Linked DNA regions of Mus musculus: region 1 is linked to region 2. The links are chromatin contacts, called in public Hi-C maps. All regions are on one chromosome and are shown on one strand. Each heading gives the region's core, a stretch centred on a gene start, on an enhancer-like site or on the middle of the called end of the contact. The rest is flanking DNA. Distances are from core to core; before and after follow the strand shown. Region 1 overlaps Rbfox1 (RNA binding protein, fox-1 homolog (C. elegans) 1). Region 2 has its middle 280 kb from the start of Rbfox1.

Evidence for each region. A called contact is a pair of places that touch in the nucleus more often than the background predicts.
Region 1: a contact with region 2 is called in a Hi-C map of cerebellar granule neurons, with 2.6 times the contacts expected there. The contact joins two enhancer-like sites. A contact is called at or near these places in 1 of 15 datasets of contacts at CTCF or cohesin (the NIH/3T3 cell line), 1 of 484 Hi-C or Micro-C datasets (cerebellar granule neurons) and 1 of 9 other capture datasets (adipose tissue).

Annotation. Positions count from the first base shown.
Region 1 is chr16:7,098,176-7,101,739 of GRCm38.p6, reverse strand. The region is part of intron 1 of Rbfox1 (RNA binding protein, fox-1 homolog (C. elegans) 1); the gene reads right to left. Among named protein-coding and RNA genes, the nearest start is that of Rbfox1, 30 kb to the right of the region's middle. Within about 2 kb of position 1,594, at least 17 of the 459 cell types and tissues checked have an H3K27ac peak or open chromatin away from gene starts, as enhancers often do. A contact at or near this core is called in cerebellar granule neurons, where this site is marked.
Region 2 is chr16:6,790,085-6,793,301 of GRCm38.p6, reverse strand. It overlaps a transcript of Rbfox1 not described here. Among named protein-coding and RNA genes, the nearest start is that of Rbfox1, 280 kb to the left of the region's middle. Within about 2 kb of position 1,476, at least 6 of the 459 cell types and tissues checked have an H3K27ac peak or open chromatin away from gene starts, as enhancers often do. A contact at or near this core is called in cerebellar granule neurons, where this site is marked.

The sequences.
Region 1 (3,564 bases), core at 345-2,844, 310 kb before region 2:
CCATGTATTTATTAGCCTGTGGAGTGTATCATCTAGAGATCTTGTTTCTGATGGCATTTATATCTTTCAAAATGTTTATGGTGACAAGGAGAAGAAAGGGCTCTGCATATTTATGACACTGGCTGTGAACACTATCTACCATTGATAAAATAAGATATGCATTTGGATGGAAGGAAGAGAAAGGAATGGTGGATGGACACTTCAGTTAGATGATAGATAGATAGATAGATAGATAGATAGATAGATAGATAGATAGATAGGCAGATAGGCAGATAGATAGGCAAATAGATAGGCAGGCAGACAGACAGACAGACAGATAGATAATATGTTGATGGATAGATATATGGTATATTATGGATGGGTAGATAGATAGATAGATAGATAGATAGATAGATAGATAGATAGATAGATAGATAGATAGATAGGCAGGCAGGCAGGCAGACAGACAGACAGACAGACAGACAGATAGATAATATGTTGATGGATAGATATATGGTATATTATGGATGGGTAGATAGATAGATAGATAGATAGATAGATAGATAGATAGATAGATAGATAGGCAGGCAGACAGACAGACAGACAGACAGACAGACAGACAGATAGATAATATGTTGATGGATAGATATATGGTATATTATTGATGGATAGATAGATAGATAGATAGATAGATAGATAGATAGATAGATAGATAGATAGATAGACAGACAGGCAAGTGGGCAGGCAAACAGACAGATTTTTCTGACAGTAACTGTCATGTTCATTGCACTAATACATGAACAATCCTCATGTGGCATCTAAAAGTCTTACTCGGTAGAGTTTACATTTTCCTATGAACGTCATTTTTCAACAGCCACCTCACAGTTTGTAACACAGGGACCACGATCCAAGGGTGTCTTGGGGATTCTTACAATAGACCCCCTTAGGGCAGGCTCATGACCAAACCCCAGGAATCTGCAATATCTTGGAAGAGTCATCAAGAGAACTGTCTAGCTGGAAGAGTGAGTGCCATTCCTAGTTGTCTAACAGTCACTCCCTGGTATCTTCCAGTAGTCAAAGCCCATTCTTCAACATTCCTAATTATGAAGAGGTTGTTGAACATGTTACTAATGAATGTTTGTGTCAAAAAAAAATCACAGTAGATTTCTAGTATTGAACCACAGAAACTCATCCTGATGCCACCAAGAATGGCCAAGGAAAAATGCTAAATTAAGTAAATACTAAAACTGCTGACATATGATGACCAATAGATTAAAACCATGATGTGTCAGGATAGGTTTTTTGGTTTTTTGTTTGTTTGTTTTTCTATTAGAAAGGTCAAATTCAGTAACCAATATTAAGATCCTTCCTGCATATGAACTGCAAGGTAAACAGAATTCACCCTTAGAAAGGGAAATGCTCTCCTGGCAGCCAAGTGCCTAAAGATAGGAGAAGCTGCTGGTTCTGCCCGTGCTGTTCACCCCTAGACACCCATGTGACAGACAAAGCTGTCAGTGAGATGCAAGCCAGTATAGATTCTGAAATCCTCAACTGCTTCCAGGCGGCAAGACACAGATTCCTAATCTTGAAAATGTTCTGCAAAGGTGTGGGCTGGCACGGGACCCAGGAGCCTCGCAGCTGACTGGCTCTGCTGCTTCTCCATCACACCCACAAGAACCATCTTGCTCTAGCTTCCTGTTCAGAAATATTTCCCCTCAAATGCCCTCTTTTCCTCATGGAGAGATATCAGGAAAGCCATATGCTTCTCCCTCCCCAGCCCTCACTGCTGAGTGTCAGTAATGAAAGCCAGAAGCTGACATGTGCTAAACCCGCCTGTCCCTCCCACTTCACACAGATAATAAACAGCAGCAAGAAGGACATAGGGTTTAGGACACTTAGTTTACACTGAAACCAAAATCCACTCGGACTTCTGTAAGAAGTCTCTGAGCACTCCGTGACATGGACTTGGATGTGAGCAAGAAGGTTTTATCATCCAACAAAGCAACGTAAGTGGGCCCAGCACAAGAGACTTGATGGCTCTCAGTGTCAGATGTGTGGGGATCTGCAAACTCAGAGTGACCTTTAGCACCTGCTGGACATATTGCCTCACAAGCCATGTGACCCATTTTGTGCTAGGCGTTTTGCCCAGCCAAACAACCTTTAAAAGATCGGGTCTCTATTTTTTGTTTCCACTAGCTATGGGGCGGGGAGGAGAAGATACTTGTAATTAAGAATTCATTCTGGGCCAAACACAATTCTAAGCCTATCATTTCAAAGGCCACTTGTGATAATGCGATGAACTAGGTTTGCTTTTTACCCTCTTGAACTAAAAGAGTCTCATATCCAGGACATCACAGGAGAGGCAGAATCTCTCAAGGCTGAGCAGTATTTAGTATCAACTCTCTCTCTAGTATCCCCTGGATTACTAATCTAGACTCAAAGTCAAGATCAAGGCTGAGCACATTCTGCTGTGAGTCTACCTTTGCTGAAAGTCTTGCAAAAACAAGATAATGGCAGCACCACCTAGCAAGACGGCCTGTATCATGATGTCCAACTGACCAAATGTACTGTGTACAGGCCTCAGGCTGGGGGACTTATGGAGTGGCTCGATTAAGACTTAGAGAACTTGTCTGTAGATTTTTGTGTGTTTGTGTTCATCTGTGTTCACTTATGTGTGTGTCCTTATTTATGTGCAGGGCACATGTGGACACGAGTGTGCATGTGTGTATGTATATATCTATATATGTATGCATGCATGTTTATGGAGCACTGTATATGTATGTGCCTAGTCCAGAGATCCATATCAGGAGTCTTTTTCTATCAAACTCCATCTTGTTTTTTGAGAGAGAATCTCTACTGAACTCATAGATCTCTGATTCAGACATTGACAGGGGAGCACTTATAATCCAGTCTCTACCTCCCCGGTTCCCCAGTACTGGGATTACAGGCATGTACTGCTAGGCCACAATTTTGATGTGGGTTTGTGTTTAGGTATATGTGTATACACGTGCCATTCATTTGCTCTCTAAGAATGCCTGGAGAGCCTGATTTTGTTCCTTACCACTTTCTTAAGGCCTTCTTTGGCTGCATTTTACCCCCTAGACTTTGTTAGGCCTGGCTGCAGCATGATCAAATTTCAGAAGTCTTCTTTTCTACGTTCCATGGCCATCTGCTGTGTGAAGGTGAATCCCATGTGCTCTGGTGTCTGCCTTTACCCTGTTGAGCAGAAACAGGGCCAAGAGCACCTGCCAAGGAAACATTCTCGTCCCTGCCACCTGCCTCCCTCCAACTCACCTGGGCTAACCTGGATTGCCTCCATTCCAGGGATGGAGACTCCGTCAAACAGAGGACAGGTGAGTCTCTGTGGAACACAAAAAACCATTCCTTCATACATTGGGAAAGTGCCACCACCATCTTTCTTTGAGGCAAAATGGTTTTAATCTTCCTCAAGAGCGAACACCTGCTAAACATGAAGCTTTCTAAGTCAGCTGTGGCTGTCCTGAGTGCTGCCTTTCACAGGCACCTGACAAGACAGAAGTGCTGAACAATGCACAGTGATGCAAGCGGGGCTTTTAGGCACAGAAG
Region 2 (3,217 bases), core at 227-2,726:
CTTGTCTTCTTTGTCCAATTGCTTGTTTTTTTTTTTAACCAGAAAAACACTATGTGCATCTCTCTGTGTCTCTGTGTCTGTCTGTCTGTCTGTCTGCCTGTCTCTCTCTCTCTCTCTCTCTCTCTCTCTCTCTCTCTCTCTCTCTCTCTCTCTGTGTGTTTGTGTGTGTGTGCTCAACTGTACACACTGTGACTGACAGTAGAGGAAGATGCAGGTCCCACCTGCAGGAAGCACCCATTCTCACAACAAGTCAGGGATCTTGTTCTTGGCACTGCAAGGTCTGAGCAGAGCTTGGAAAAGAGGAGTCATGAAATGAAAGCAGTGTCCTGCTCTTATCAAGGATCCTTAGGAAAGCCCGGTGATGAGAAAAATGGAACAACTTTCAGGTTGTGTCTGGTTGTAATTGGGCTCAGCTTCTTCAGATAGACTCACTCCAGACTCCAGGGGCAATACTATCTACATCAGAGGAAGTCCAGCAGCCAGGGTGTCCCAGCCTTTCCTGGAGACACTGTTGCTGTGCATTCAGGAGATACCACAAACTGTCAGTAAGAACCAGAGAAGCAGGGACAAAGCATAAGCTTTCTCTAACTCTGAGGCACAGGTGGACCAGTGCTCAGTGGTGGCAGGAATGTAAGGTTGGGTATAGAAGAAGGAAGAGTTGGTGCTTGCCTTGCTAGCTAAGGGTTGCAGGAGTAGAATGTCTGTTTGATGGGTCAGTCGGCACTTCCAAGGGACTAGAGACTCTCTTCCTCCATCCCTGTATAGAAATACCACAGCTGCAGAGACAGGCAAGGAGAGAATCTGTGGTGAGAGGTGTCAATATGTATAGATAAGGACCAAGTGTCAGAGGCAGGGAAACAGGGAGGAAAGTCAAGGCTTACTGATTTAGAAATATAAGCATCCTTTTCCTACTGAGTAACACAATTTCAAAAAGTCACTTAAATCTCTTTGTAAAACAAAGGCACACAGGTGAATCTACTACTTTAAGACAGCCTAGCAGTACTGTCTACTGTACAGTAGACAGCCTAACAGAACAGCGTAACAGAGCTGTGAAGGGACAAAAGCAACACCAGGCTGGAGACTGAAGTAAGCGTCCTCACATCCTGGGATGCAACAAAAAACTTCCTGCCTCCTCTTCTGCCTTGAACTCTGGCAATAGCTTGTAAAGAGCAGGCATCCCTAGTCTGCACAAAGGCCCTGTGTGGGCTTCTCCTGTCCCTGATATTCTCTTTGCACTGCCCCAAGGATCTGATTCAAATAGAGACTGGAGCATGCACTGGCGTCCCTTCATCTGGCTTTACCCACCCACCTAGGAAAAGGCTACCCAATACGTCCAAGTGTTGCAGGAAAACACTTGGACGAATCCAGAGCCCCCTTTCCAAGCTGGATACTTTTCTGCTTGGGTTTGTGAATCCCAGACCCAGGGCAGCATTAGGACGTGGATGCTGCAGTTTGAATCCCTACGTCGCCATCTGCTGGTCACTTCCTCTTAATACTGATGATCCTTAGGCACCTGCACTGGAGCCCAGCTTGAAGTCCCGAGGGCTAGACCACCTGATCCAGAGGACCAGTATTCTCCAGATCAGCACCTTCCCAAACATACGCCTTCTAGTCAACACCACTTAAACGCAGAGTCTAAAAGCACATGCCATTTCTTCTCAACCGGGAGCTTGGAAAAGACTAAGTTGCATTCCTTGGGACAAGTCTGTTTTTGCCTCTCCATGTGACCCTATGAACCCCACTGCTCTTTCCCCACCAGGCCTCATTTCCTTGTCCACCAAAGAAGTAGAATGAGGTGATTTTTAAGTGCATTTTCAATTTTGCTTTCTGTAACCTGGAAAACCTCCAAGCCCTTGCAAATGCCACTCTGGCTGAAGGCCAGTGTGAATTGGGAACAGTAGTCATGATCGCACCCTGGAATGGGCCTCACAGTAAGGACAGGAAGAGTGCTATCGGGGTAACGGCCAGGCCACAAGGCAAGGATGTGCAGCCATGCTCTAAGCTCTATGAATATCAGAAACAGAATCAGCAGAGCACACATCCAGTATCAACCAATCCCCTGAATACCAGCATGTGCCAGATGAGCAAGGATCTCCCAACATCTGCAGGAAGTTTTGCACGAGGGCTTATAATTATTGCCTATTATTAAAAAGTGAATGAGAGAGAAGCTATGGATTATAAATTCATGGTAGATTATGTTTTAATGTTCCCAAACAGAATAATAATTGCTAAAACTGCTTTGGGTATCAAGCTTCATTGCACTGAACTGAACTCCAAGAATTACTATTACTGTTATTATTATTATTTTAAAATCACTTATGGTACTGGGATGACATAATGTTACTATGGTATCCTCTGTCATGGAACTGTGCCCCACGTGCATTGAGGACCAAGGCAGGACATGAGTTCCAACACTATAAATTAAGGTGCGATTTGTAAATGCCTCATTAATATTTATTAAATGATGGTTAGATGCTCTTGCAATCCTTAATAAGATATTATAACCCATGTCATTAAAATGCACTAACAGCACATTCTTAGTGAGCCACACCATAGCCTGCTGTTAGGAGATGCCCAGCTTTTTATGATTTTCTTCCTAAATCCTTTCCTAAGATATGATGATCATGATGATAGAGAAACTTAAGTGGCTATCTGATCAAAATGTTCCCCCAGGAGGGAGGTGGATAAGAAGTCAAACTAAGGAGTCTTCCATACTTTCAATTCAGTTTCTAGAATCTCCAAATTTGATACTGTCGAAGGATATGAAGGATAAATATAAAAGTATAGTCTATGAAATCATCAAAGAATTAACAAAAAATATTATTCAAAAATAAGAACAACCCACCTATAGGGTTGCAGACCCCTTTAGCTGCTTAGGTACTTTATCTAGCTCCTCAATTGGGGGCCCTGTGTTCCATCCAATAGCTGACTGTGAGCATCCACTTCTGTGTTTGCCAGGCCCCGGCATAGCCTCACAAGAGACAGCTATATCAGGGTCCTTTCAGCAAAATCTTGCTGGTGTATGCAATGATGTCAGCGTTTGGAGGCTGATTATGAGATGGATCCCCAGGTATGGCAGTCTCTAGATGGTCCATCCTTTCGTCTCGGCTCCAAACTTTGTCTCTGTAACTCCTTCCATGGGTGTTTTGTTCCCAATTCTAAGAAGGGGCAAAGTGAGCTAAAGGGATCTGCAACCCTATAGGTGGAACAACAATAT